Regions from separate parts of the Mus musculus genome. Here all the other regions are linked to region 1. A link is a contact called in public Hi-C and HiChIP or PLAC-seq data. All regions are on one chromosome and are shown on one strand. Each heading gives the region's core, a stretch centred on a gene start, on an enhancer-like site or on the middle of the called end of the contact. The rest is flanking DNA. Distances are from core to core; before and after follow the strand shown.

Evidence for each region. Hi-C and Micro-C count contacts between places; a contact is called where the count stands out from the background. HiChIP or PLAC-seq counts read pairs in DNA pulled down with a chosen protein or histone mark.
Region 2: a Hi-C map of uterus shows a contact between it and region 1, with 1.9 times the contacts expected there. The contact joins two enhancer-like sites. A contact is called at or near these places in 1 of 484 Hi-C or Micro-C datasets (uterus), 1 of 115 datasets of contacts at active chromatin or transcription factors (embryonic stem cells) and 1 of 9 other capture datasets (embryonic stem cells).
Region 3: a contact with region 1 is called in an H3K27ac HiChIP or PLAC-seq map of embryonic stem cells, with 6 read pairs. The contact joins two enhancer-like sites. A contact is called at or near these places in 5 of 115 datasets of contacts at active chromatin or transcription factors (embryonic basal ganglia and embryonic stem cells) and 1 of 9 other capture datasets (embryonic stem cells).
Region 4: an H3K27ac HiChIP or PLAC-seq map of embryonic stem cells shows a contact between it and region 1, with 4 times the contacts expected there. The contact joins two enhancer-like sites. A contact is called at or near these places in 1 of 484 Hi-C or Micro-C datasets (bone marrow-derived macrophages), 2 of 115 datasets of contacts at active chromatin or transcription factors (both in embryonic stem cells) and 1 of 9 other capture datasets (embryonic stem cells).

What each region holds. Positions count from the first base shown.
Region 1 is chr13:44,359,664-44,364,397 of GRCm38.p6, forward strand. Gm33958 (a long non-coding RNA gene) reads right to left here. Exons shown (of 4, transcript XR_873330.1): 4 at 4,356-4,414. Among named protein-coding and RNA genes, the nearest start is that of Gm33958, 38 kb to the right of the region's middle. Within about 2 kb of position 2,433, at least 24 of the 459 cell types and tissues checked have an H3K27ac peak or open chromatin away from gene starts, as enhancers often do. A contact at or near this core is called in embryonic stem cells and uterus, where this site is marked.
Region 2 is chr13:44,784,160-44,788,893 of GRCm38.p6, forward strand. The region is part of intron 1 of Jarid2 (jumonji, AT rich interactive domain 2); the gene reads left to right. Among named protein-coding and RNA genes, the nearest start is that of Jarid2, 55 kb to the left of the region's middle. Within about 2 kb of position 2,327, at least 51 of the 459 cell types and tissues checked have an H3K27ac peak or open chromatin away from gene starts, as enhancers often do. A contact at or near this core is called in uterus, where this site is marked.
Region 3 is chr13:44,703,453-44,708,186 of GRCm38.p6, forward strand. No RefSeq gene overlaps it. Among named protein-coding and RNA genes, the nearest start is that of Jarid2, 25 kb to the right of the region's middle. Within about 2 kb of position 1,844, at least 29 of the 459 cell types and tissues checked have an H3K27ac peak or open chromatin away from gene starts, as enhancers often do. A contact at or near this core is called in embryonic stem cells, where this site is marked.
Region 4 is chr13:44,676,993-44,681,726 of GRCm38.p6, forward strand. No RefSeq gene overlaps it. Among named protein-coding and RNA genes, the nearest start is that of Gm40931, 42 kb to the left of the region's middle. Within about 2 kb of position 2,324, at least 17 of the 459 cell types and tissues checked have an H3K27ac peak or open chromatin away from gene starts, as enhancers often do. A contact at or near this core is called in embryonic stem cells, where this site is marked.

The DNA.
Region 1 (4,734 bases), core at 1,183-3,682:
ATAGGACAGCAGAGTTAGGAAGGGTCTGGGTACCACCTAATGAACCTCCATCATGAGACAAAAAGGGAAACTGAGGCTCATAGACAACCCCCCCCAAGCGTCTGCCACATTTGGTACTGGAACTAGGGCACGCATGTCCCCTTCTTAACCGCCTCTGAGCTTTAGCGAAATCATCCTGTTATCTTACTACAGACAGAAAAGCAATGAGGGAGATGAGATGGAGAGGGAAAAAAAAAAAAGAAATTGAAACAGAGAAGGAAGGATGAGATAGGCTGTGACAGACAGACATTGCAGGCGAGACGGCCCGCCTCAGCCTGTCTTTATCTGTCTCTGTATCTGCCTCATCTCATTCTTTCCGGAATCCCTTCTCTTTCCAGGCTCCCACGGGCTGGCTCCTAAAAACATAGAGCTAGTTCATTCTTTCCAAACACCTTCGAAGGGGGCCCCCAAAGGAGCAGAATGCTGGCAGTTGCTCTCCAACCTGGGGGAGGAATCTTCTGCTACCTTTGCCCATCCCCCACCACGGCTAAGGAGGAAGGAAGCCGCAGATCATTTAGACTCATGAACACCCTCTGACACCTTCATAGAAGCAGAATTTTGGGCCTGGCCACCACCAAACCTCAGGGGCCTACATTTTAACAGGATGCTTACCTGTCTTGATTGTACACTGCATAGCTATTGCCAGTGTTTGAAACAGTGCCTCCTGCCTTCACACACTGTCTTCCTGGCCCCCAAGAGGGAGACAGGTCAGAGATCTTAAAGATGAAGACTTACACAAGTCTTTTAAATGCTAAAAATCCATCACGGGATATGCCTCGAAGTAGATACATTCATTTTAAATAGCTCCTTCCCTGAGTGTTGCAACTGCTCCATCCTCTTCAGGCCAGATGTCAACTGTGACAAATTCATAAGACTCCCTCTAACAAGGTTGGTTCTACAAATTCTAAAGGGATATAGGTATCCTGGTTTCCCTGGCTACTCTTCAATCAGAGGAAGCAAGAGTGGAGAAATCTTAAATATTTTCAACTTGCCCAGTCCTGGGGCAAAGCAAATTCACCTATGCCTTGTTGAAATGGAGGATTCAGCAGGTATGGATCAGAAAGACAGAGAGGAGTCGTGCTACAGGGATAAACCTGCAGGCCAGGCTCCTAATGAGCAGTATGGTGGCAAAAAAAAAAAAAAAAAAAAAAAAAGAAAAGAAAAAAAAATCACAATGCAAAACAAATTAGCCGGGGAATTTCCCAGGTGTCAGTTTCAATGAGGGAGGGACAGACGAAGAATGAAATCATCCCATGGAAAAGATTCCCAGCTCTGGAGCTGCTCGGGGACCAGTGACTTCTAGCCTTCTTTTTCCCAAATGCGTGTCACACTGACACGGTGAGGATTTCCTATGAAATAATCCCTTTGCCAACATCAGCGAATCACCCTCCCCTTTGATCAGGACAGACGCTGCGGATCTTGAAAGTTGGCCTACTTAACACAGCTCCAGTGAGGCTGCTCAAAATAAGATCTCCGAGAGCGGAGAGGGGAGAACGGTCGTCGTCGTGTACAAGCATAGAGTGAGTAAGCCTTTGAGAAGAAGAGAGAGGAAGACAAGCCTGCAGAGAGAGAAGATTCTAGCATGGGTATCTCGTGAATAGATCCTACCAGCATGTGATACTTTTATACAGCATGTTATTACCTCCGAGGGTTTTACTTAACCTGCAGAGTTGGCAGTTGCCTTTCATATTTAAAACTGTGTGTAACTGACAGTCCGTGGCACAGGGGACAAAACAAAAGCCCAAACTTCTATCATGAAGAATCTGAATTCTATACCTCTGTGTGTGTGTGTGTGTGTGTGTCTGTGTGTGTGTGTGTTTCTATCTCTATTTCTCTGTGTCTCTCTCTGTCTCTGAGTGTATGTGTCTCTGTGTCTCTGTCTCTCTTGTCCCTCTGTCTCTCTCTGTGCGTCTGTCTCCCTGTCTCTCTGTGTCTCTGTCTCTGCCTCTCTCTGTGTGTCTTTCTGTCTCTGTGTCTCTGTCTCTCTCTGTCTCTGTCTCTCTGTGTGTGTCTTTCTGTCTCTGTGTGTGTGTGTGTGTGTGTGTGTGTGTGTGTGTTGGTATGACTATGGAGGTCAAAGGTCAGCATCAGGGACCTTCCTCAATTCTTCTCCGTCTTATTTTCTGAAACAGGGTCTCTCACTAAATGTGAAACTCCCTGGCTTAAGCAGATTGGCTGGCTACTGAACCCCAGGAGTTCTTCTGTTCCCACCTCCCCCATCTCTGGGATTACAGGCTTATGGTGTCATCCTGGCTGTTTTATGCCATTGCTGGAGCAAGCACTGTACCAACTGAACCATCTCCTGCACACAAGCCACCACCTCCGTCAGTCTACAGCCTCTGGGTACACATCACGACAAGAGCGTCACTGGATTATCAACCAGTCACTGCACTTCTCAGGGCAAAGATCCCAGCCACCCAGGCTGGAAGCAGTTTTCACTCTCAACTCTAGTCACCTCCTGTCCTGCGGAGAAAAGCTTAGTTTTTGAATTGAACACACACACACACACACACAGGGAACCCAGGAAATCTCTAAAGTTACCGCATCACTTGTTGCAACAGCAACATTAAAATAGCACACCCATGTATACATACATTCACTCATGTATATGCTCCCCAGGCCTTTGAAAGACTCCCTCACCCCTATTTTTATTAGACTCTGAATCCAGCCTTGTGACCCTGTCTGAGGACAGTCCGATCTGCTTTACATTTGAGCCAGTTCTACCCTGCTGTAAAAACAAGCAACCGCGAATGCTTGTCTCTCCCATCAGGTGCAGGCTGATGGGAACCAGGACTCAGTCGTAAAGACCTGGCTGTTTCGCCTCATCAGAAGTTTGGTGAACGTGAAGAATTAAAATAGTTTATGAACACGGAGCGAGACCTCTGGAGGGGAAAGCAACAGTGAGAGGGAAGGCTTGGCTCACCACCATTTCCAAGTACGTCTTCAAAACCGATGGATGACTGTAATACGCCCCATCATGCAGTCTGTTGCAACTCTACCAGTTTGCTAGGGCTGGCTAGTCAGCTGCACAGGGCTTTCCTGGAAACCCCTCATTCTTGGGACTGGGGGGTGGGGATGGGGGGGACAGCTCTCTACAGAATCCTCTTGACATAAGAAAGGATTTCTTTTTGAAAGTCCATCTTTTCTTTTCCCATCTGTTTCCTCTCACGGCACAGTTTGGGGTCAGATCAGGTCTTCTGGCGTTCCGGAGGATAACTCGGCCCTTTCCTGTGAATATCCAGACTGGAAAGGGCTTCCTTTCACCTCTTAGTTCACTACAGAGAAAGAAGCACAGGGTGAGGGCAGTACTCCGGATGGCCTGTGTCTGAGAACCTGCCACAAGTAAATGGGGTGAACGACTTTGGAAGGGCAAAAAAGAAAAGAAAAAAAAAAAGAAAAGAAAAAAGAAATACCCTCAAAGGGGAGGGTGTTAATTGAATTTGGTTTCAAAATTTGCAAATTCCTGTGTCTGCTTAAGGCAAACGAGGCATTAGAGCTGCAGAGTCCATTGTGCCTGCTGAACAGGACCTCCTGATGTGGGTGGGGTGGGGCTACTAGGAAGGCCTTTCTTGTGGCTGCTTTGTCTTTCAGTTTGGTGAAAGCTGGCCTCTCACTCATGGGATCCAATGTGGGCTGACAATGGACACCCAGGAGCAGATAATGGTAAAATTTTATATTAATCCTGCCAGAGTGGGTGAGTGATAAAGCTGAGGGTGTGTTGGGTGCCAGGAGCACAGGCCTCAGGAGCTCTGCCACAAGCCCTAGTTACAGCTTATCTTGGGCTATGGATAGCCCCTTAATGGCCATTCCTTGCCCACCTGTGTCTGACTTAGCACCCTTGTGATTAAAGTGTAGAACTTCTTAGAATGTATTCGCAAAACCACCCAAAGGCTAAAGATGTTATCCGGTGTCCCTGCTTGGCTCTAACCCCCTACCTAATGTCTCTACCAAACGCATTTGAAAAGTACATTGATTTATAACTTTATTTATTCTGTTACAATAAAAATTCCATCAAATTGTTACCATGTTGGAACGTTGAATTTAGGACAGTCTGAACTTGTGTTGCCAGGCCATGGTCACTCCTACTTAGCTTCAGAATAAATTCTCTTTCTTAACTTCTTTTGAGGTCATGGGTGTGTTTTTGCATCGACAATGCCATCTTTGACGTAGAGTTAGCCCTGACCAGATAGTGAGTCAGCTATCGCCTTGGCTATAGACTTACAGGCTTCTAGAATTCTGAGCAATGAAATTCTGTCATTTTTAAATAACCAGATGCAAGCCATTTTGTTACAGCTGCTGGCAGAAGCTGGCTCCCTCTCTCCGGGCATATATAGGCAGGAAAGCCCACTGGAGTCTGTGGTGAGAAAGTAGCCATCTGCCAAGCAAAAAAAAGAGATCACCACCAAAGCATGACACGCAAGTACTTATATTCTTAGACTACTACCCTCCAGAACTCCAAAACATGAAAGGCTGCTGTTTAAGTCCTTCTGCCCAAGCTGACTAAGACAAAGAGTGAACCCCATCTAACTCCATTCCTCCCTCAAAGCTGCCAGACTTGACCCCTGCCCCTCACTAAGTCTTCTTCCTTCCTCACAGCTAAAAATAACCCCTCCTTACCCAGGCCTAACAGATCTTCATTTCCTTCCTTCCTTCCTTCCTTCCTTCCTTCCTTCCTTCCTTCCTTCCCTCCTTCCC
Region 2 (4,734 bases), core at 1,077-3,576, 420 kb after region 1:
GAGTGTAATGTGCAAATACAGCAATCGGTGTTTCTCTGTGCTACTGAGTTTTTGACTTGCAAATCTTGAGAACTGGAGGTCTTGGTGGAAATGCTTTCAGGTCTACAGAAAGAAGCTTGTTAAATTTTAAGAAGTAATTATCTGAGTACTGTGACTGCTGTGGGGAGGGACCCAATGGAAATCTCCTATTTGGGGGTCTCTCTCTGCCCAATGTGTTTGTGGGCCTGCATCTGCTCCATCAGCTGCTGCTGGGGCCCCTGATGATTGAGCTCAGTACCAATTTTGACTCCTGGCAGCTGGGATGGCTTCTGGTAGAGCGAGAATTCATCACCCTTATTCTATTTCTTCCTAAATAATTTTTAAATGTAGGCCAAATTTCGAATAAACACAACAATTGAAAGCAGTTCCATGTTTCCTGACTGTAGAGAATGAAGAGCTAACCTCATTCTCTGAGGAATGTCAGCTATCCACAGAACTGGTGTGAATTGGTTGGGAAAAGGTCTGGAAAAGCTCACACTCTGAGGGTGAGTGACCTTGGGTTAGTCATTTAGCCAGGAAAGGAAGCATGCAAAAGCCTAATAAAGACTCACAGGTTTTTTATCATATGGTAGCCTTGGTCTTTCAATGACTAATGTCTGGTGTGGAATGCCTTTTTTTGTTTTTTGTTTGTTTGTTTTGTTGAGTCTCCCAAGTGCTGGCATTAATTAAGGGGTGAGCCACCACTGCCCGGTGTGGAATGACTTCTTGAAGATTCATTCATTCTTTCTCTCTCTCTCTCTCTCTCTCTCTCTCTCTCTCTCTCTCTCTCTCTGGGGGGGAACAATCTTTAATGACCATGTCGGTGATTCATTATGGAGGTGGGGTGGCACCAGGGTGTGGCAGACATGCCAGAGTTGTCCCTGTCTTCTCCAGCAGCCTCTAGCTCCTGAGGTAATCTGTATTTGCCAGACTTTCTTTATCATGAAGATGGGGGTATTAATGTCTGCTGGTTGAGGGTTCAAGATGACACAGTTGTAGCTGATCCTCGGCTAATTCCTCCAATCTGGCCAGATGTCGTAGCCTGGCTTGATGGCAACTCGCTACCCATGTCCTGCTTTCGTGTTCAGTTGGAGTTGGGTCCATAGTGTGGGCTCATTGATGGCGTCTGGGTTGGTGGACTCAATCTCTCAGCATGATGGCACCTCTGTGGGACTCCAGGAGCGAGTCCTTGAAGATGCTCTTAAGTATTGGTTTGGGTTCATACTTATGGGTTCCATCAGTTTTAATTCTGTCATGTGCTATCAACTTTGACCTCTTGATCGTCTCTGAAGTTACCTGAGAAAGTAGCAAGATACAACTCTCAGGCCAGTCAAAAAAAACCCTGTACTAACACACTAGGTGTTACTACTCACTCAAGGTCGTCATTTGACTAAGGCATGTTTAAAGGTGATGTGTGATTTGCAGGAAGACCATAGGAGTTTTTGTTTGAAATCACAAACATTCAGCAATAAACCTGTATTTTTTCCTGTTGAACATAACTTTTATCTTGTATATATAATTAGTAATACTTTTCTTCCTCCAATTTACCCAAGTTGCCTCTCACATAACTAAAAGGCCATTATCCCAGTCAGAAGCAAATTCTTAATACGTGACTGTATCTGTATTTTTTAGTTGGTTCGTTTTTCATTGTGGAAATTTCTACTGTGAGAAGATACATGGCTCCCTGGCATTTGTTTCGTCTTCCCACCCCCTGATGTCCTGAATCAGGGCATCAATTGCACACTGCTTTAGTGAAGGGTTGTGTGGATGGTCAGGGAACTGAGGATAGACAGGAGATTTTTCTATGCTTGGTCCTAGCATAGAAATGTTTGCTTATGTTTTCTCATTCTGTTATGTGTGTTGTGTGTTCCTTGCAGATGAGGTGAGAAATTTACTAGGGAGGTAGGCAAGTCTGTTTCTTCTAGTGTTGGAATTTACTGATGTTTCTAGGCTTCGAGCATTGCTAAAAGAAAGCCAAAACAAAACAAACATGACAGCTGTGAGAGAGTAGGAATGATTAAACAAACATCTTGATCTGCCTTTGTATTTAAACTTCAAATACAAAGCTGAGATTCCGGCCCAGCTGGAGGACGAGTGGCTGTAGCAGCATATTAGATTTGAAAGGTGAGTGTAGGGGAGCTGTGTTTGCTGAACAGAGTTCTCAAAATGTTCCTGAGATGTTTACAGAAAACAGCAGGATTTTAGTTTTTTGGACATTGGAACAATTTACAGATCCATTAAGAACAGGCTAGGTCGCTGGGTGCTGGTTTTCTTGGTGATTTTGCTGCCACCTGTCTTACAGCAGGAGAAACACGCCTTGGAGATTTTCAGTCCACATTGAGGCTGCTTAGTGGCCAGTCTAGGAAATGGCCACTCTCTTGCTCTGCCACACATCTCCTGTGGCTCCCACAGTGCATGTACCACCCCAGTGCCTCTCAGAGGAGCGTTTTTTGAGCAGGGAAACTGTACAGCGATTGTATAGGTCTGGCCTGTCCTTTTTTTTTTTTTTTTTTAATAAATCCTGGAATAGTGACAGTGAAGGGTGGGAAAAGGAATAGAAATGTAGAAATGCCTTGGGATACCTGCCTTGCTCAGGATGTAAGTGCTGTCTTTGATCTTAGAGGGTACTTTGGGGTAGGCAAGAAAGGAGTGTGGTGTTTGTGGGGATTGAGAAGAGAGCTGGACTTTAGATACCCATAATGGCCTGGTCAAAGGCTCCCGTGAATCCCAAATGCTCTGCATTTCCTACTAATTTCTGCTTTCTTTGTTGTGCATGCCTTTAAAGACGTATTTTCATATGCATTGCCTGCATGAATGTTTGTGTGAGTATGTCAAATCACTTGAAGCTAGCTGGAATACAGACATTTGTAATATTGTGCTTTATGGGTGCTGGCAATTGAAACTGGGTCCTCTGGAATAGCAGCCAGTGCTCTTAACCGTCCCTCCAGCACAGGCCTGGAGAAGAGTATGATTCTTTATCCTTTAGAGAATAGGATAGTTCCTAACAGAAGAGAAGAGATAGCTACCGTATTATACAGTGGCATAGAATTCAGAATCGTCTATATCGAGGACATTGGTGTGCAAGCACAGATGTTTCTGTTTCTAGACACAGGAAGGTTTCATGTTGGTGGCGCTGTAGTTCTCACATCTTTTATGTGTCTGTGATGGCACTAGATATTCACTATGTAGCATGAAATAACAGTGCTTTCCAGACTAAATTTAAGAAGAATGATATTTGATATTCAATAAATATCAAGAGAAGAGCTAGCCCCTACTTAGCTTCATGGGGTAAAATCCTCCCTAGTCAACGTTCAGGGTACTTAAATTCTATGCAGTCATAAAGTTCTTGGCTTAGCTTCATTGCTTACCTTCTTATTTCTGAAAAGTTCAGGCTACTGGCTGTTTATTGGAACTGCTGGGAGCTAAAAAAGAAATGGTTAGAAAATGAATTGGGGTAACTGTGGTTTGATTATTTTCACCAGAGGAGACAGCTCTCTTAGTATAAAAACCAGCTAGTATTTATTAGGTCACTAGTTCCTCTCATTGGCTTAGATTTTTTTCTCAAAATGTTTCAGATTCAAAGATGACACCTTTTTAGGTAGAAACTACCTTCTTCTGGGTGACTACTTATCCAGATGAACCTTAATGGGCAAAAAAATAAATAGGCTATGGTCCTAGAAATACATGACTGGGACTGGGAAATGGCACTGTTGTTTAATTTTCTTCACATTCCAGGACATAGTATTTAAGATGTAGGTAATGTTTTGGTGCTGATCCAAGCCTCCAACAAGTCTGATTTAAAACAGAGAAGCCTTGCATTTAATTATGCAGCTCATGGGACACAAGGATAGGAATAGGAAGAATCCAAGTGCAGTGTATTACTAATTTAGGGTGGCTTTCTGGCTGGGGGAAGCAAGGGTTTCTATCGTGTAAGTGGGTTGAAGTAGGTATAGTCTGACTGTTCACTATCCGATGGCCTCCAAATCTGATGATTTGGAGGTTTTTTGGAAACCTACTGTGCTTTAAGCTCATCTGGTATTCATTATGTACAATGAAGTCCTTAAACAAGATGAAACTGTATAGCTAATGACATAAAATGCTTCCTCCTTATCTAATCAGGAAACTATCTTGAGTTTCTAGATTAGATGTTATTCAGAAAGGATAATATAGGGAATAATTACTCTGTATTTCATTGGAAGAATTTGCCACATGGTCTGTAAGTCACATTGCATATGAAAATAAAAATCAAGAGCAGTCTTTAGTAGTTTCGTAAGAATATGATACTTTTGTTTTTTTTTTTTAAGCTTGCATATAAAATATGATATGTAGTGTGTAGCAACTTTGTGGTGTTGGTTCATTTGTCAGTTTTGTTTGGCCATTACAAAATTTTAGAGTTTAAATTTAGTAACAGGAGGCAGTGTAACTGATTCATGCAGGCTGTATACGTGTTGACTGTACAAGGTGGTGTTTTGTAGTAGTGTATTCTAAGTAAAATGAATGTGCCAGAAACTCAAAAAAAAAAAAAAAAAGAAAATAATTAGATCTCTGTAAGATTTTATGTTAGATCTCTTAACATTTTCACTTCTAAACACTACCAGTCATAGAAAACCTGGCCCTTTACCAATCATAACATCAACACAGTCACCTGTGTGTGTGCACATGAATTCATGTGTGCATATGTGCATACGTGCATAAGCATGTGTCCCCACGTGTGTC
Region 3 (4,734 bases), core at 594-3,093, 340 kb after region 1:
GCATCTCTCATTGTAATCCTGGCTAGCATCAAACTTTCAGTGAGCTCTACCTACCCCCGCCCCCCCAGTCTCCACGCCCTGTTTCTGCTCTGAGTATAGGCACAATATGGGTGTGCCACTGTATTCGCCTGAGTTACACACTCCTTATTTGAACTCAAGGGCCCTACATGCTCTTTCCCAAACTTACATCCAGCTCTGGCTCAGAGAATTCAACACATAATTACATGAGCCTGGGTACCAAGTACTTCCTGGCTAATATGGGAATGTAGCCCGTGGCAGTTAAAGATGCCTTCTTTTTCTATGGAGGGAAAAGGGGTAAAATGGATTCACATTCATTTCACTTACTATGCTCTGTTCAGTTCATCCTTGTGTCAATAGCAAGTCATGAAAGGCTGGATGGGTATAGCCCTCATGACGATGAAGACCTTCCCCTGTAAGAGGACAATCCAACTGTTTCCTTAGCTTTGGGTAGACGTCTTGCCTCCAGAGAAATGGCCCTGGATAAGGGAAGGGCCTCACATGCCCAAACCTGAAATCCTTCCAGTTTATATGTGCTTTGAGCGTATGTAGATCTTTATTTTCTCTTTCATGCAATGAATCATAATTAATAATGGCCAGAGGGTGAGGAATTACAGTCATGCCTTATTACTAAAGATGAGTCTTCACCCTTAACTTCGCCGATGATGACGGTGGTGAGGAAGCATTTCGTCAATCGGAGGCGCAGGTTTTCCACCCCGCATCTCCAGAGAAGGGCCAGCGCAAGGCAGCTGAGAGTGCAGAGGAGGGGTGGCTGTTAGTCACTGTGTCGTGCTCCTGCACCCCCACTGAACTGGTGATTCAACTTCTGAGTTCAGAAATCTTTCCTTTTCTAGTTTGTTTTGCAATTTGAGATGGGGTGTGTTTGTGTGTGGGGGTAGTGTCTCATCTGACATGTGATGGTCTTGAACTTGTGTAGCTGAGATTGACTTCCAATTCTTGACCCTATCCATTGTGTTTTATAAGAAAGGGAGGAGGGGGATTGGAGAAGAGACAGAGAGGAGAGAAGGAAGGAGGATAAATGAGGGAGGAGGGAGCAAGCAGCCCTTTTTATAGTCAGGCATTCCCGGCTGTTGCCAGGTAACTGTGGGGCGGAGCCTAGATAACACTATCACGTCCACCTCTCACCTTACAGACCTGTACCATCATGGTTGCCTTGGCCTGAGAAGAAATCTGCTTAACATGCTATAGAGATGCACAAATCAATATAAGGTATTTGCGTAGGGAAGTGGGTAGGAGGTTGAGACGTTGGAAGGAGCAAGTGGGTGAGGTGGAGTAAATTAAAACCTGGGGGGCGGGGACTGGGAAGGGGGCAGCAATCGGATGTAAAGTGAATAAATATATAGATAATGAAACGAGGCTAAAAGGAGGGATGCACTGAGTTCTTTGCTATCCTGGGCTAACAAAACATAGATAAGATACATCTTAAAAATTAAAAACACATGGGCTGAAGAGATGGCTCGGTGGTTAAGAGCACCGACTGCTCTTTCGAAGGTCCTGAGTTCAAATCCCAGCAACCACATGGTGGCTCACAACCATCCGTAATGAGATCTGACACCCTCTTCTGGTGCATCTGAAGACAGTTACAGTGTACTTAGATATAATAATAAATAAATCTTTAAAAAATGTAAAAACACATACCGTGAATTTCAAAGCATGGGAAGGGAAAGAAATATTCCTTGCTCAGAAAAAGACAGATGCAGGAAAAGGAAATGTGGGGGTGGGGCGAGATCGAGTCAGCAATTTCTCCTACCACTGACTGTGGCCTCCTACTCTTCCTTTTGGTTTGAGAACTTGAGTCTTCGTCCCCACAAGTGCTAATGAGGCCTATTCTTTCGAGGGAGTCAGGCTCCGCCTGGCTCCTTTCCTAACCGGGAGCGGTGGATTGTTAAATCTAATAAGCATATGCACATTTGTCCCAAGAACAAATAGCTGTGACCTGCAAGGAAAATAAAATATTAAGTGCTTAACATCTTACTATAAAGAGCTGTGTAACGTCAACTCTGGTGGGATTCGATAGTCTATCGCTTGATTCCCTTTCAACTCTTTGCCCTTGGAGAATTTTGTTTGGCTTCTTCCTCTCCATCACCCACCCCGCTAAAAGGGACCTTAGAGGAGGATCCCGAAACCAACCTCCTTTCTCTCTTTAATCACCGCTATCCAAATGGTAAGTGCCTTTATTTGCATTTGAAGGAAAAATTCAAAGAATTGTATTGGAATGAGGAAGTCCCAAACATCCTGACCTTACAAAGGCCAAGGAAGGCAAAGTCCAGGGACCACAGACTGAAAAACAAGGCAAAAGTGAATATGGGAAAACAAACAAGCCAAACAACAACAACCAATGGCCGGCCGGCTGCTCAGTCTTCCTGTCTGGCTTGACCTTTTGGAAAGTGGAGACTAGGTGTCAAGTGGCCTCCAGTCTCCACTTCCCATGTGCTAAGATCACCTGTGTGCGCGCCTTTTGGAGTCTCCTTGTAGCCGGCCGGCTAACCTTACAGCCACCAAGTCTGGTTTTTAGAGTAACAGTGCTCCCCCCCCCCCATCCCCGTCCCCAAATCCAAAACATTTCCCTCCACAGCCTCGGAAAGGCTGGATGACTGGTGAACACTCCACTGCCCCACTCACAGCTCACAAATAATTTCTTGGTCCCTTCTGTCTGCTGATTGTAGGAGAATATGCAAGACACTAGAGGACGAACCAATAATCCGGCAAGGAAGCAGATGCACAGGATACTATAATAGAGCGCCTGAATCTTAGAATGAGCCTGACATGTACATTGCAGAAACTAGCTGGTTTCAGAATGGATTGGGCCTGGAGGTGGTGGAGTATAAGCTTTTAATCTCATTTCTCTGGAGCCAGAGACAGGCTGATACCAAGGAGTTTGAGGCTGGCCTCATCTACATAGCCAGTTCCAGGCCAGGGTAACCAAGAGAGACCTGGGGGTGGGGTGGAGGGTGGGGAAGGAGGGAGGAAGAAACCTCAGATGGGATTGAGGTAAAGTATGAATGGTCAAAACTGAGAGTAAGAGGTTAGAGGTGAGGGGGGTCTGGAAGGAGCTGGGGGGTCGGGAGTGAACATGATCAAAGTTTTAAAATTTGCAAAAAATAAAATTTAAAAAAAACACAAAAAAGAAGAGTGTCTGCTGGGGGAGGGGGTGTGCACACCTTTAATCCCACCCAGTACTTGAGAGGCAGAGGGAGTAGATTTTCTGTAAATTCAAGGCCAGCAAGGAGATTCTGTGAGATCCTGTCTCAAAAGGCACACGAGCTCGAGAGCGCGCGCGCACACACACACACTCACACACACACACACACACACACACACACACGTTTGGTTTTTTGTTTTTTGTTTTAAATACCAAGTTAATACCCACACAAAGAAAGTACAGACTGTACCACTGTGTAGCCAAGCAGAAACTCGGTGGCTGAAAGCATCAGCAGCCATTTATTGTTCATGATTATGCAATGGGGCAGGGACGGCTCTTCTTCCCCCCACGCAGGGTGAGTTAAGTGTCCTGACAGGAATGAGGGAGTCTGGGTTTAGGATATTCCTTAGTACCCCACTCACTTGTCTGGTGCCTTAGTGATTATAACTACTGTCTGGGGGGCGCTGGTTGGTTCTTCCCTCTCCTCATGTGACTTCGTATTAGGCAGTAAATCCACCAGAACTTGCACACAAAGAGGGAAACAGACACTGGATCTCTTACGGCCTGGACTTGGAGGTCCCAGAATGTCACTTCCACAGGTTCTGTGGATAAAAGCAAATTACAGGCCCAGGGTCAAAAGCAAGGCCCACAGACTGCACCTGTCTCCAGGGAGAGTCGCCTGCCCTGCCGCAGTCGCTTTGGCAGGCACACAAGCAGACAAGAGCAGTCTTTCTTCTCTGTAGAAAAGGGAAGGCAGCTGCTAGGCAGAAGCAAGGGTGCAGAAAGAACAGATTTGGAGGGCACTCCCATGGGACAGGCAAGAGCTGAAGGTCTAGGCTATCGGAAGGACAGGGTGGTGTGGTAAATGAGAACATTCCAGAATGTTCTACCTGGTTCCTGGTTTACTGTTGGCATTCAGAAAAGAATGATAGTGGGACTGGGTGGAGGGACACATAACCTGAGATTCAGCACTTTGGAGGCCAATAAAAACAGACAGCAAGTTTGACGCTAACCTGGGCTGCACAGAGACCTTATGTCAAAGAACCAAAGTCCTGGTCTGACATGTAGTTCAGTTGGAAGAATGTTTGCCTAGTGTGCCATGGGCTCAGTTATCCCTGGCATAAACCTTGTTAGGTACGCCACACAAGAGAGCTGTGCGTGGAGACTGCAGGATGAGGTTAAGAAAAGTTCAATGTCAGCTGGGCGTGGTGGCGCACTCCTTTAATCCCAGCACTTGGGAGGCAGAGGCAGGTTAATTTCTGAGTTCGAGGCCAGCCTGGTCTACAACGTGAGTTCCAGGACAGCCAGGGCTATACAGAGAAACCCTGTGTCGAAAAACCAAAAAGAAAAAAAGAAAAAGAAAAAGAAAAAAGTAAAGTCCAATGTCATCCTTGGCTAGAGAGGGAGCTGGAGGCTAGCCTGGGCTACATGAGACCTTGTTTCAACAGCAACAATAGCACCCAAGGGCTGGGTGTGTTACTCAGAATACAGCTCTTAAGTAGCATGTGCAAAGCTATGGGTACAAGTCCAGCCCCCAGTAATGGAGAAAGAAA
Region 4 (4,734 bases), core at 1,074-3,573, 320 kb after region 1:
GTAAGCCTGACTCCAAGTTCAATTGAACATGATAAACATGCAGAGTATGTGGAGGATGTGGCTCCTCCACCAGAGAACGCAGTCCACCTGCTCCTAGTTTTTCTGTGTGTCTGTCCGTTTGTCCTTTTATCATTCTCTCAGGTGCCCAGTCAGGTCCATTCCTGGAGCCATGCAAAGACATGATACCTTCCCTCCCCACCTCCAACCCCAGACTGCTCTCAGGCTATTTACTCTACTCCTTCTTCCTCTGCCTTCCAAGTGTGAGCATCACAGATGTGAGCCACCATGTCTGGTGCTCTTTCTTTCCTTTTCATATAGTTCCTTTCACTATTCAATACACAGAATCTTTCCTTTAAAAAAAAAAAGACTTATTTATTTTATTTATATGAGTACACTGTAGTTGTCTCCCGACACACACCAGAACAGGGCATCGGATCCCATTACAGTTGGTTGTGAGCCACCATGTGGTTGTGGTTGCTAGGAACTGAACTCAGGACCTCTGGAAGAGCAGTCAGTTCCACAGAATCTTTTTTAGGAAACACAATTTTGTGGAAGTTTTAAAAGGAAGTATGAGTCACAGAGAGAGAGAGAGAGACAGAGAGAGGGAGAGAGAAAGTTTGTGTGTGTGTGTGTGTGTGTGTGTGTGTGCTCACGCGCACGTGTTGTGTCTCCTGTAAGAAAGAATGTGTTTGAGGGTGAACAGCCTATGCATTTAGGGGAACAGAAGTCCACACAACACCAGATGCCGTCTTCTCTCTCATCTTTCCATAAACAAACAAAAACAGCTGGGATTAAAGGCATGTGCCAGACTTATTGTTATTTTTTAAGGTTTATTTTATTTTTAATTATGTTTATTTCTACATGAGTGCAGTTCCCTGAGGATGCTAAAAGAGGGGTGTGAAGTCCCCTGGAGCTAGAATTACAGTTGGGAACTGCCCAACTTGGGAGTTGGGAATTGTCTTCTGTGAGAGCAGGACTTGCTCTTAATCCTTGATCCATCTCCAGACCTATCAACTACTTCTCAGCCCTGGTTATTCCTCCAAGGCACCCAGCTTTCTTGGTGGTGGGGAAACAGAATCTCATAATGTAGCCCTGGTTGCCCTGGAACTCTTTCTGAAGACCATACTGGCCTTGAACTCAGAGTTAGGTGTGGAGAACTTTGTGGGCTGAGGCTAGGAATTTGACCTTGGGCCAGGACGAGGAAGTAAGTAGGCTCAGGCAAGAATTTGACTTTGGGCTAGGACAAGGAAGTAGACTCCAGATCTTGATGATCTTGATAAGTTCCGGAATACCTAGGGACTTGGTTTATTGCCTTATTCCTTGACCTAGAACTGACCTTATTCTTTGCATGTACTTAGAAAGTCATAAAAGCAGGCTGGAGAAAGATAAACCCGCTCCAGCCTCAGCAGTGGCTGGAGTCATGCTGTCCAATTGTCTTTTTCTTTTCAACCCTTGCTCCCTCCCTTGAGACCTGGTTGGCTGACTGAGCTGACTTGGTCAGACAAGAATGCCTCAGATTTTAGTCTTGCTGAGATTAAAATCAAACCCTCACACCCAGCATTTTCCTGGGTGTTGGAGATCTGAACTCAGGTTGTAAAGCTTACTCAACAAGTCCTTTCTTTACCTAATGAGCCACCTCCCCAGCCTCCTAGGAAAGGTTTTTTTCTTTTTTGCAAGCAAATACTCTGTACTTATAAATGCCACATTTGTTTCTTCAAGGTTGTCTATAAACAAATCTGGCAATTTCTTTTCTTTCTTTTTTTTAATGTATCTTTATTTAATGTGCATTGGTGTTTTACCTTCATGAACGGCTGTGTGAGGGTGTCAGATTTTGGAGTTACTAGGAGGTGTAAGCTGCTATGTGGGTGCTGGTAGTTGAAGCCGGGTCCTCTGGAAGAGTAGTCAGTGCTCTTAACCACTGAACCATCTCCGGGCCAGCGATTTCTTTCTTTTTTTGGTTTTTCGAGACAGGGTTTCTCTGTGTAACCCTGGCTGTCCTGGAACTCACTCTGTAGACCAGGCTGGCCTGGAACTCAGAAATTTGCCTGCCTCTGCCTCCCAAGTGCTGGGATTAAAGAAGTGTACCACCACTGCCTGGCACAATTTCTTTTTCTGTAATAAAAAAATAAAAAAAATAAAAGTTTTTTTTCTTCTGCTTTGACCCGTCCAGCAGGTCCAGTTATTCAAGGGTCTCGAGGGGACCTTCTCCTAAGAACCAAATGGGGGGTAGAGAGAGACGAGGGTCTTGTGCGAATAACGACACGGAAACGTCCTGAATTGTGTCAGACCCCAAATATATTAGCCAGGCCGAGGTTTAAATGCACAAGCAAAAGGGGAAGTGCCTTTCAGCAGGAGGAATGGGGCAGAGGAAATGCACCTCAGCAGGAGGGATGGGGCAGCGGAAAATTTTCTTTTGGCGACTACAAGGGGAAGCAGGAACTTGGCGGTATCAGGGTACATCTTGAGGTCAGGACATCCAGAGCTGACTTAGGGCTGGAACAATCTGTGGTTGTTCTTGGAGCGGTGTGTCCGGTGGCCTGCTTTTGACCCCCTTTTCTTCTGGGGGGGGGGGGAGAGGCCCAATTCAGAGATCAGGACAATTGTGTTGTCTTAATAGCTCCCAACACTGCTTCTTTGTTGCTGTTGTTTGGTTTTTTTTTTTTTCCTTCCTTCCTTCCCTCTTCCTTTGTTTTAGAGAAAGGGTCCTTGGAACTTGCCATATACAAAAGACTTCCCTCAAAGCTATAGAAACCCACCTTCCAGCCGGGCGTGGTGGCGCATGCCTTTAATCCCAGCACTTGGGAGGCAGAGGCAGGCGGATTTCTGAGTTCGAGGCCAGCCTGGTCTACAAAGTGAGTTCCAGGACAGCCAGGGCTACACAGAGAAATCCTGTCTCGAAAAACCAAAAAAAAAAAAAAAAAAAGAAAAGAAAGAAACCCACCTTCCTCTGTCTCCTGAGTGTTAGGAATAAGTAAAGGTATATACCACCATGCTCAGCTTTAATTTTTTTTTTAATATTTCTTTATCTTGTGTGTAGATAGATGTGTTCTGGTGTACATGTGGGCCTGCCTAGGCACACGTAGATGTCAGAGGACAACTTGAAGGAATACTTCTCTTTTTGTACAACTTTGTGGGTGATCCCAAATACCAACACACCTTTACCTGCTGAGCCATCCACCCATTTTTACTTCTTCCTTTTCCACACCTCTCTTTAAAAAGACAAAACATTATTCACACAAACATCTCTTAGTAACACTTTCCAGCCAGAGGAGCTCTGTAGGCTACAAAGTCTGTCGTGATTAACCTTCCTTGAATAAAACTTTAGGGACCTGCTTTGAACCCACAAAAGAAATTAAATGCACAGTTAAGGCTGATTTTCATCATCAAGATGCGTCAGGGAATTGTTCTTAAAGCCGTCTCCTGCTGCCTTCATTAAAGTCTTGATCTCCTGTTTCAAATTTATATTCCTTTGTGGGTTTAAGGCAGATATTGGATATCCTTTTAATCTATATTTATTAGGCAAGCGATTGATGAATCTGATTCCATCACAAATCCATGCACAGTGTTTTTGTTGGCCGCCCTGCTGGAAGTCTTAAGAGAATAAAATAAATGGCCGTTATTCACAGAGTAAGTGGAAAACAAAGCCGTTCAAGCTAAATACATGTACCACCCCCTACCCCCATCCCCCTATCTCACCCCACCCCCACCCCCCACCCCACCCCATGGTGGCAAAGACCTGCAATCCCAGGATTTGGATATGTTGAAAACTCGAGAAGGTCAAGAGTGGCCTTGTGTCTCCCATGGACCTCCCCACAAAGGCTTCCCTTCACAGCTAGGATCCTTCTGGACAGGAAGAGGAGACAGAGGCCAGTCTGGAGCCTGCTCTGTTCTATATCACAGAGGAGCTAAACCTTTGCAAACGCCCTCCCTCAGACGTCCCTATCTCTGGCATTCTGCTATGCTCAGCTATGGAACGCCCTGGGAAGAGACTTGGGGAACCTGCTGGAGAAAGACAGACGTCAGAGTCTTTCTCCTCTCTTCCTCTCTGGTGTGAGCAGCATCGTGGGCACATGAAGGCACGCGTGGCCTGTCGTGGCAATTCCCACCCAGCAGCCATTTGGCAAGGGGAGACTAGGAAAGTTTGCAAACCAGTTTCTTGTGCATGACTCAGAGAAGATTAGGTGATGGGTGCAGATGGGATCTGAAACCAGCCAGCACAGAGGACCCAAAGGACTCGTGGGCAGAGAGTGACAGTTAACTCAAACTCCGCATTAGGTATTTCCCCCTGTTCACAAGACCCGTTGCCAAATCTCCTTACCCTGAATTGGAAACAGATGTCTGGTAACTGTGGATCCTTGCATGAGTTACAGGAGGAGACTGCTGTCAGTGGATACACACTGGACCTGTTGGGGTATGAATGCCTATTGGCCAGACCTTCATGGGGGAAGTGAGGGGGCACATTAGGCATTCTTGGTGCCAGGCCTGGAACCCAGTTTTTGTTGTTGATGTTGTTTGGTTTTTGATACAGCATCTCACACTGTAGCCCAAGATGGGATAGCCCCAAGGCTAACCTCAAGCTAGAGTCAGGCCTCCTACAGCATCCTGCAAAGTTCCAGGGTCCTAAGAATGAGTCGCATAGCTGTACTATATATATACTGTGGCTTACTTGGGAAGGGTTGTGCCAGGGCAAGTAAAACCAAGACAAAACTCAAGAGTGTCATGAGCCTTTTCTCC